Regions from separate parts of the Ovis aries genome. Here region 2 is linked to region 1. Evidence: chromatin contacts called from public Hi-C data. All regions are on one chromosome and are shown on one strand. The core of a region is the stretch at or near the end of the contact, and the rest is flanking DNA. Distances in the headings are between cores, read along the strand shown. Region 1 holds the start of EIF4E (eukaryotic translation initiation factor 4E). Region 2 holds the start of TSPAN5 (tetraspanin 5).

Evidence for each region. Hi-C and Micro-C count contacts between places; a contact is called where the count stands out from the background.
Region 2: a contact with region 1 is called in a Hi-C map of hypothalamus, with 2.5 times the contacts expected there. The contact joins the promoter of TSPAN5 here to the promoter of EIF4E in region 1. A contact is called at or near these places in 2 of 16 Hi-C or Micro-C datasets (blood and hypothalamus).

What each region holds. Positions count from the first base shown.
Region 1 is chr6:26,239,031-26,244,278 of ARS-UI_Ramb_v3.0, reverse strand. It overlaps EIF4E (eukaryotic translation initiation factor 4E), which reads right to left and starts at 2,219. Exons shown (of 7, transcript XM_004009683.6): 1 at 2,189-2,219. The coding sequence starts at 2,206.
Region 2 is chr6:26,501,091-26,506,338 of ARS-UI_Ramb_v3.0, reverse strand. It overlaps TSPAN5 (tetraspanin 5), which reads right to left and starts at 2,869. Exons shown (of 8, transcript XM_004009684.5): 1 at 2,415-2,869. The coding sequence starts at 2,495.

The sequences.
Region 1 (5,248 bases), core at 970-3,469:
TTTACAAGCATCCTCAAACTGCTATAGTTTCAATCTGGCTCTCGACTTTCACAAACCAGATTTTTATGTTCCCTACTCCCCAAATTTAAATGCAGTGTTCAAATCTCCCAAGGGTCAGCAACTAGAAGGAATACTATACTGTATCACTGACCAGGATCACTAGAAATTAAGCTTCTAAAAGTTTACACTGAACAAGGTATAGAATCCCATTTTGTATAATTTGTATCTTCAAGAGCACCTGGTACAAACTCCTAAACATATCAGGGGCTATAAATATTTACTGACTGAAAACACTCCTTCAACACTTTGTAGTTTTGCTCCCTGCTGTTGAAACAAAATAGCATAGATTTGCAAAACCCAAAGGACCTAAATAAATATTACTGAAACTTCAGAGAATACATTATTGTTTAGTTTAGAGGGTTTAGCCTTGCCCTTATTACCAGCTGTAAGCTTTTAACTGATGCTAGTACAGAGGGCAAAAGAGTTGTAAGTAATACCATAACCCATTAAAAGGTTTTAAGTTTAAGGTTTTACATATTTATCGTTTAGCTATTTAACATCAATGTTCTAAAAATCAGTTAATTGTATCAGCAACTTAAGAGTTTTGTAGTCAATCTAATTTCCAGGAAAATAAACGCATACTGGTACCAATAAAAGAAATAATCAAGCTTTCTGCCTTGAACTCTGGCAGGAAGCTCAAGATAGTTCACATCAATGTAATGAAAAATAAGCATTTTTGTATTCTACAGACCTTTCTATACCTCGTTTTCAAAGTAGTTATAGAAGTCTTTAAAGAGTCAAAGCAAATTGGGAAGCCATAATCAAAATCACAAACTATCATTAAAGATATACGAAAACATCTGGCAACGAAGGTCTGGAATTAGTTCCAGATATCAAAGGTTTTCTGGTGAATGTATTACGCCTCTAAATTATCACTTAGATGGCGACATTCCTAAAACGGCAACATAAGCCTGGAAGTTTTAGTGAGCCAGTGCAGGCAAAACCAAACTATGACAAAGATACTCTCTCCTTTGAGCGGTAACTTTGTGCTCTGGGATCAACTTGCTTCAGAGAAGTTTAAGATGGTACCTAAATTGGGAGGGAAACCAGTAGAACGGATAAAGAGAAAATCAAATGGAAAATTAACTCGAAAAGTTAAGTTTCTATTTCCAATAAACTGCTCTGTGATATCTTCCAGACGATAAAGACTCGGAAGAACAGACGGATCTAGACCCAGTCCCATTCTCTGAGGCGTGCGCACAGCGCGAAGATGAATGAATGGAAGACAGGCGCGTGTGAAATGCAGCCGGTCCGGCCGGCAACCAGACCGGCAGCAGCTCTCCGTAGGCCTCGCTCCTCCCCCTTCCCTCCTCCATGACAGCCCGGTCTCGAGCACGGAGGGGCGAGGACAATGTGGTCCCCCTTCTAACCACCCCCCAACTTTCATCCTCCTCTCAGAGGTTTACCGCGCAGCACGGGGTTCGCCTCCCCACTCCAAACCTTTCTCGCCTCCCCTGCCGCCAACCCCGGCAACTCTCCGACGCGCTGGAGTAACATGCGCTCGCCCCTCTCGGCTCCCCTCGGCGAGGTCGAAGCTTCTCCGCGCGTGCCGCGGCACCACTCCCGCCCAACCCACCTTCTGGCAACGCGAGCCCACCGGCCTCCCGGCCCACGGGTCTAATGAACCCCGGCACGCGCGCCGCACCCGAGTCCCTGGGCTAGAGAGAGGCTCGGGAGGGAGAGAGGGAAAGGCTGCCCCGGGGCGCCCTCCTCCATCTCATTCCAGGCCGGCTCGCCGCCCACCCTCCCTGCGGATCCCGACGCCTGCTCGGAGCCGGCTCCGCGCCCTCCTATCCCGAAAACACAATTCCCACAACCCTAGCCCAGGGCCCCGAACACCCTCCATCCTCGCGGCCCCCTCAAGGCTCCGCCGGAGGCGCCGCGCCGCCCCTCCCCCACTCCTCTCCCCGAGCTCTCGGGCCCCCACCAGAACGTGTGCTCCACACGCCGTAGCGGCCAACCTCCGGGGCGCCCCCAGTTGTCCGCGGGGAGGTCAGGCCCAAGAAGAGGGGGAGGGGGCGGCAAGGGGTAGCATGCGCGCCGGGAACGCCGTCCCGCGGGGTCCCCCAGTCCGAAGGGAGACCGAGCGCGGGGACCGGTGGGGGTGGGGGCCAAAGGCAATACTCACCGGTTCCACAGTCGCCATCTTAGATCGATCTGATCGCACAACCGCTCCTGAAGGGGGAGGGGGGGTGAGAGGAAAAAAAGGAGATTCAAACCGGATTGGCCGGCTACTGTTCACGTGACGGACGTATCCGTTTGGCCCTGGCGGCGCCTGCGCAAGACTGCGGCTGCGTGTTTAACGAGAGGCTTCTGGGAAGTGAAGTCTCTCACGCTCCCTCCTTTTTTTTTTTTTCTTTTAGGCAAAGAAGTTAAAAAAAAAAAAAAGAACTGTTCACGTGGTCGGTGGGTACGGTTCGCGGTTCTCGGAGCGGCGGACACTTGCGTTCTGCAGGGTGGTTTTCAGTCCTCTGGTCTTCCGCCTGGATAGATGCTGTCGCACTTACTGCCAGGCATGCCTACTGTGCCCTTTGTCGCCCTGTCCTCCCATCTTCCCCGGAAGGTTGAGAACCGAAGGCTCAGCACGCTCAATAAGGCTTCATTTGCTTAGTTGAGGTCCTAGGACGAGTTGCCTGTGTGTTTATTTAATTTTCTTTTGACTTCTCACCATTTTCTCTTAGTTTTAAAAAGAGTTGGTGATGGAGAATAGTTGTTTGAGCAACTATTATTCAACCCTCCCCGGTCCCTTGGCTCCGCTAACACTGGTGGTCACTCATTGCCATCACTGCGAAAAGGGGGTGGCGGAACCGCCCACAGTACCCACTTGCCACAGGTTGGGGGAGGGGGAATGCACCCAACAGCTTTTCCTGTTTCAACTCCTGAAATTAAGACTTCAGGGTTAAATCTTGAGTGGAAGTAAAAATGATTTGCAAGTTGTGTCCTCTCGCTTCCACTGTTCTGCTTTAACGTGAACGGAAACAGCCCAAGTCCAGGTGCCAGCCAGGGAAGCCACTCCGGCCCCCGCTGACTAAGCCCTGGACTGACCGTCAGGAGTCGTTAGGCTAGGTCAACTATGACTCTTGACGTTGACTCATTCTCGTTAGGCAAGCGACTTAGTCAGTGCCTCAGCTTTTTCATTTATGAACCACAGGTAATAATACACTTACCTCACAAGGGTTTGCTGTGCTAGTGATTGTAACCAGTTTTGAAGATGCATCGGACTCTATAAATGCTTCACTATAAGCAACCTCGTGTCTTCCTAAGGATCAGCGGCTTCCCTTAATGTTTTTTTTTTTTTAAACAATTAAAATTTTTTTCTTTTGTGTATTTTGTTTCATTATCGTATACACCAACGCAATTTTAAAGTTTCAAGACAAGACCCCCCCCCCCCACTTTTTAACTGTAGCTACCCTCCACAGAGACTTTAATGTTCAGGAAAATATTGTTATATTCACAATAATCACTGGCAATTAGAAATTCATCCCCACTATGGCATCCTACATTTCCTTTCCATGTAGGATACTGTGCTGTCATTTCTCAAGACAGTGTTACTCTGCACGGTTATAAATAGAGGTAAAGATATCTAGTAGAGTGCTACTCTAAGGTTTAATGATACTTTCCATGCTTTTTAAGAATGTTCACACCAGAAAAATAAGTAAAAGCAGGTTGCCTGTGCCTGCCTGCTTGCTGTGTTGCTGATGTTCTTAACTGTGTCATACCTATTATTGAGTACATAATGGTTGCTTGAGTTGACTAACACATAATTGAGGCTGTAATAAGAACTCAAAAACCATGGCCTGTTCATATGCTTTGGTTTACCTGGATGTCAGAGACAGTTAATGGAAGCTTCTGACCAGTCAGTTTAGCTTTAGTAGGTTTAAAGTAGAATTCTGAAAAAATAAATGGATAATATGGATTTCTATTTACAGACTATCTACTTTTAGCCTATGCAAAGTAATTACAGTCGATCTCAGTCTTACTTTCTGTTGTTTAAAATTAGTATCCTGTTACCCGCTCTGACTATATAGTATAGATGTATTATTTTCCCAGTGCTACAAGATAACAGAACAAAAGAGATTTAAAATTTAAAGAGATTTTAGTCCCCATGTGGGATTGAAAACCAGTGATGTTTTTAAAACTTGTGTTTAATGATAGCTTCCATTTTATTAGCTTTGCTCTTGATAAAACACACCTCACTTTTATCAGTCATCTTAGTGCTTCTACAATATATGTGTATATACTCCTATTCTTTGTAGCTAATTTCTATTTTGTATGAGCTTTGTTGCATGTGTTTTATGGCACATTCATATGTCTGCCTAATATTACCATCAGATTCTGCCATGTCGAAGACTTGGTGATTAGGTTTTTAATCTATGTATCTATATGGTTGTTTTGTTTTAGCAACCTGAAATACACAGAGCAGAAATTTTATACTTTATCTTTTAATCCACAGAAAAAGTACATTTTTGTGCTTGTACTTAAAGCATAATAACAGGATATTTATTATGGGATATGGTATTAAAATGCTTTTATAAAAAAAATACTTTTATACTTATTGGGGTTATATAATTAATACATAACTAATGACCCAGCACAGTATCATGGTGAAGTGAAGTGAAATTATTGTTTTAAAAGCCTGGAATAATTTGGTTATCATTTAACATCTGTAATTAGTCATGATCTTTTCTTTGCATAGTATATTCCTGAAGCTGATACATTACTAGTCTTTATAGATTTAACTCTTGGTAAAAAGACTTTAAATAATTTAATAAAATACATAATAAAAACCACATCATTTTTATCATGTATTTTGTCATTCAAATTTTATTTAGATTTTCTAGATAACCAAAGTCATTGTTTTACTGGGCACTGTTTAACTCTGGTTCAAACTAATCACATCTGCCATGATCAATCCCTCAAAAATATTACTGCAACACGGTCTAGAAATTTTTTTAAATAGGCCTTGGAATTTTAGACAATCTATTTAAATTAGATCCCTTTCTTAGACTCTGACTAGTACAAAGCAATCATTTGTCTTAAAATGAGTAGGTTTTGAGACTGAAGATATGAAATTCCATAATAAAGTAAATGATTCTTAATATTTTAATGTTGGGTATTAATTTTAGAGATAATCTAAATCAACCTCTAGTTAACACTTTTTAAAAAACCATTTCACTTTTTTTTTCAC
Region 2 (5,248 bases), core at 1,620-4,119, 260 kb before region 1:
CAAATATCATGGCTACCTTCCTGCTGATCATCACTCTAGAGACTGGGGCACTGCAAACTCAGAGATTCCATAATTCCCAAATAATTCCCAAACTTAAGGTAACCTTGAAGCAGACAGCAGGATAGCAAAAGTATGAGGGGGCAGATGAGTGGAAGACTTTAGGCACAGTAAGGAGGGACAAGGTATGTATACAGACAGCAGAGTCAGAGAAGGGTCTTTATATCAAAGGCATCTACATAACTATTCTGCCTGGGACACATGGTTTAGTTCCACAGCGCTATGTCTCTTTTCAGGCTTCCCATAAAACTCCTCCCAAGAGATGAAGACCTTCAAAATCAGACAAAATGTTACTTTCTTTTGAAACTCTCCATGCAAGCACGCTGCAATTCTTTGCAGCTCTCTACAATTCCAGAGGTTTTGCTACAACCTAAGCCATAGAAAACACTAAATGTGCCTCTGTACACACTACAAAATTGCACCAAACTGTCAGGGAAACAGGCCCAAATCCCTTTATTTCTTTTCCACCTCCTGCTATGAAACTGCAGAGAAAGCCCCTGGGTGCCTTTTGTTGCCTGGTAGCTGAAATGTTCAGCTTTTGGAAGTAAAATCAAGAGGCTTGAACTCACCACCCCAAGAAGATCCAGTCCCAATTCGGTAGTCCCTGACTCTCAAAGTCATGAAAGTTTCAAGTTCAGATAAAACCAAAACGCCTCACCCAGGAATTTGACTTTCAAGTATGTCCAACAAGGGTTGAAAAAAAGGAAGCAAGGAAAGAAAATAATTTCTTCTTCCCACATTTGTAGCAGTGTTTGACTATGTTGGAGGCGGGAGGGGGGTGACTGCTAACAGGAATCACGTTCAACCTCTGTCAAAAAGTGGCTTGCGAATGACTGGATCTGATATTCATTCACGTGTCGCCACCCCATTTTCAGTCCTGAGGCCAGATGACATGCTGACACAGAGAGTGGTCTCCAATCACTCTCATTCCCTTTTGCAAAACATGCAAGAGCAATGCAAGACACTCCTAGAGAAAACAGAGAATAAAAATAAAATAGCCTAGTAAATGTGTGGTAGGAAGAAAACAATATAAAGAGCTGTATTGACAAATCTTCTCATCAATGTATATGTTCAAACAAATGGCCAAAACTAAAGGAGAATCAAAATAAATACACCCCATGTTCAGACTGCTGTGGATTATCATTGATCCCACCACCACCACTGGATTATTGTTGACCTCACACTGAATCCACACTAAACAGCAACTTGAAGAACAGCCCCCACTACCCCAACCAGCCACCATCTTTACTTTCCATGGGGGGAATCGTGGGGGCCAAGGGAGTGCCCAGTAAGGAAGAGGATGGAAAGGGATGGGAAAGAGAAGAAAAAGCACACGGTCTTTGAAGCAACGTTTCCCCTTGTCCTAGTGAACTCTTTGTCTGGGTGCCGAACATGTTTGTGAGATCAAAGAAGAGAATCCAAACAAAACAAAAGAGTAGGCATCCCAGCCTAATTACAGTAGGTGCCCAGCGTATTGTGGTGCCAGCAGAGCATGGATGAACCTTTCATTCAAGCATTTGCTCTGCCGGTACCCCCACAAAACATGTCTCGTACGCCTTCTCTGCATTTCTCCAAGGTTTCCCCCAAAACGGCCCGCTCTATGTGTCACTCCTCTGAAAAGCAGGTCGTGAGGTGCGAACACACTGAAACATATGTTGATGGTGACTTGTTATTATCCTGACAATAATACAGACAGAGCAATAAACACCTCCACCCCGCACACCCACTGGTCAGTCCATTATGCAAAAGGAGCGCTTTCCCGAAGAAGACGAAGAGAAGAGCGTGCAGGAAGCGTTATTTACGTGCACATTACAGAACCATATACCGCCGCATCTGCATCCTACACAAAGCCCGAGATGGTGCAAGAAGATACACGCTGAGCATGGCACAGACTGGCCGCGGCAACACGGAGCCAAGCCCTCGTCCAATCAGATCCCCGTTAGAGGTGGACCTCAGGGTCGACTCTGTCCGATCAGCCTTCCCTATTATGACACCACGCTCTGCCCAACATCCATACTCCACCGGGAGCAAATCTCATTCGAGTGGTTGCTCATTTCTCCAACTGCCAAACCCTTTCTTTCATCTGCATCTACGTTATTCGTCCCTTAAAAAGCAATCTCAAGGCCTGGGTGCCCCCTTTCCGGCTCCGTTTTTCTTTTTACCTTTTCGCGTTCCTAGAAAGGATTAAATGTTTATTTCTCCAACGCGCAGGCTGAAAGGGCGGAAGGCAAACGCCTCTGCGAGCTCCGACAAGCGCCCGAGGGGCTGCGAAAAGTAAAGGCTGAGAGCAACGTGCGCGAAATCGTCGCGAATCGATCAGCCACAATAGTTGAAATCCCAGAAGCGCTCCAACTTACCCAAAATATGACATTGAAGCCAAATATGAAATACTTGATGCAACAACTGACTTCAGGGCCCTTGTAATGCTTCCCGGACATCCTCTGGGTTCATGAAGACACTTGCCCCGGCAGCCCGAGTTTGGAGCCCCGGAGCACCGTTGCTCGGAGCAGCCGGCGGGAAGCAGGGGATCCGGGACGGCGCTCGGGGCCGCGGCGCGGCGGCCAACCCGGGCTGAGCAGCGCAGGGACCGAGCAGCGGAGAGTGGCTCCCGCACCTCCAGCCCTCGGCGCGCGCCGAGGCCGCCGGAGCCGGGGTGGCCGCGGGCGGGCAGGGAAGCACGCTGCAAGCCCCGAGCTTCGCTGAGGCTGGCCCCCAGCACAAGGCGAGCTCCCAAGCCCGTCCGCTGGACGTTGGTCAGCCTCCGGGTTTCGGGCAAACGCGACCGCCGCGGATGCTGGTGGAGACGCTACTCGCCCGCCTGCCCGCTCGCGCGCTCCCTCCCACCCCTCGCTCCGCCCGCCGATCGCTCCGCCCGCTCGACCGGCTGCTCCTCCGCCCGCACCGCCCTCAGCTCCGCCCGCCTCCCGCCGCCCGAGCCTCCGTGAGGTGCGCGCGCGCGCGGGCTCGGGCGCTCCCGGGCGGCGGGAGGCACAACGCAGCCGCGCCGCCCCCTCCTTCCCGAGCTCTCCGCTCCTCCCGCTCGCTTCATCCCCGCCCCTTCTCAGGCCAGCCGGGAGCGCCGCGGACCCCCGAGCACTGCGGGTAGGTAGGGAGGATGGCAGGCCGAAGGGAGGTGTAAGGATGCCCGGAGAGCGCGCCCAGTGGGAGCAGCCTTGGAGGAGTGACTGGAGTTGATGGTCCCCGTCTGCCACCGGCGGCAGCAGGCAGCTTCTGGAGGGACCTGGGGGAAAGGATCGCTTCGGGGTGAGAGAGCTGGTTGAGTTGGGATCCTCAGGACGAATCCTTCCCCCTGCGCTCCACTGCAGGACGCGCATCCTTCTGGGTGTAGCTTCACTCACACCCCCTGCTCCACCACCTGGTTTTGTAGCAAGAAAAGACACGGGGCCACCGAGGCGGAGAGGAAAGAGGTCACAGACTTTGGAAGGAGCAAAGGGGAAGGATGAGATGTCAGGGAAGGGGTGGGGGAAGAGACGGGAAATGGGAACGAACCCGGAGGATTGCATAGGAAAGTCCCCTGAATTCCCCTGAATGTGGCTCCAACTCAGCCTCCCCACCTGCGAGAGAGAGAGGCTTATCCTGGAGACGGGGACGAGGTAGGAGAGATGGCCCAAAGGAATCCGACTCACGACAGGATCCTTGCCCTAGGGCCTGTCGGCGACAGAAATCCGGACTGCAGATGCCCCCACAAGACGGAATAGTGCCGAAGGACCCTGACCGGTCCTCACTCTAAGGAGCAATCCTGGAGTTCTAGGATGGTCTTCTGGGGAATCTGAATTGGGTTTATGGATCATGAACGACTAAGCTTTTGACCTCTGAGGAAGGAGAGAATGAAGCTGGATATTATTTTGGAGCCCTACCTGAGCATGTGTGCCCATTGGTTATGTAACTGCCTTCCTCCTGGGGCACTGTCATAGGTGCTGGCAAGCAGGTATCAGTATTTCACGAAAAAAGAATGAAGAACTGCCCAGAACTGTGTGTAAACATCTGTGGGTGTTTCAAGCCTTTAAAAAAAGGCTTGAAAAAGCTGCAAAGAGATGAGATCAGGGAAATTTTCCAGCACCATACCAGTGAAACCTGGTACCAGGCACAGAAATCTGCATGCTTCCTAAGCTCCCAAGAGATCCTTTAATAGGCTTGATAACATTTGGCATAGGATTTCCCTAGTTAACCACCCCCTCACTTTTCTCAAAACCTAGCTAGCTAGTTGACAGCCTACATGGAGGAGCAAGAAGTTACTTTTTCTTGCCATAAACCACACTTAAACAGGCTTGGCCTTGAGAGGGATTGGGGCTATACTGAGGTCACAGGTAGGAGCCAGGGTCCCCACAAAGGTGGAAGAACCAGAAGATCGTAGAATTATGACACTGGTAACAGTGACTTCAGCCCTTTGGATGAAATAACCCTCTCTACCTCGAAAGTGTCCTCTACCCACCCAAAACACACAGCAGACTACCACCAATCTGGTGGGCTTCAAAGGCAGTCTGCCCTTAGTAGCCGATTCCCCACTAACAGGAAGGTGCTGCCACACTTTACATAAGCTGTTGGTGCCATATTGTAATTCTTCGTATATGTAAGTAGAGCAGTTATTGCGGATTCCTGGGTAAGTCAGAGGAAATGTCTTTCTTAAGGTGATATGACACAACTCAGAAAGTACTAGAAATCAGATCCAGCTGATGACTGAGTTGATCCTACGCAGGATTTGTCTTTGAAATAAACCCCAACAGAGAAGAAGTTCAGATAACTCTGGTAATTTGGGGCAGGGGACTAGCTGAATTCTCATTTCATATGTCAAAGCCAAGTTCAAGGAGGATTTATGAGTTAAATATATTTTGTAAAGCAAACCAGAAAATATAATTGTTATTTAGTCACTAAGTGAAAAGTGAAGTCGCTCAGTCATGTCTGACTCTTTGCAACCCATGGACTATAGCCCACCAAGCTCCTCCATCCATGGGATTCTCCAGGCAAGAATACTGGAGTGGGTTGCCATTTCCTTCTCCAAGGGACCTTCCCAACCCAGGGATTGAACCCAGGTCTCCCACATTGCAGGCAGACACTTTTAACCTCTGCACCGGCATGTCCAACTCTTTGTGATCCCATGGACTGCAGCATGCCAGGCTTCCCTGTGCTTCATTATCTCCCAGAGTTTGTTCAGATTCACGTTCATTGAGTC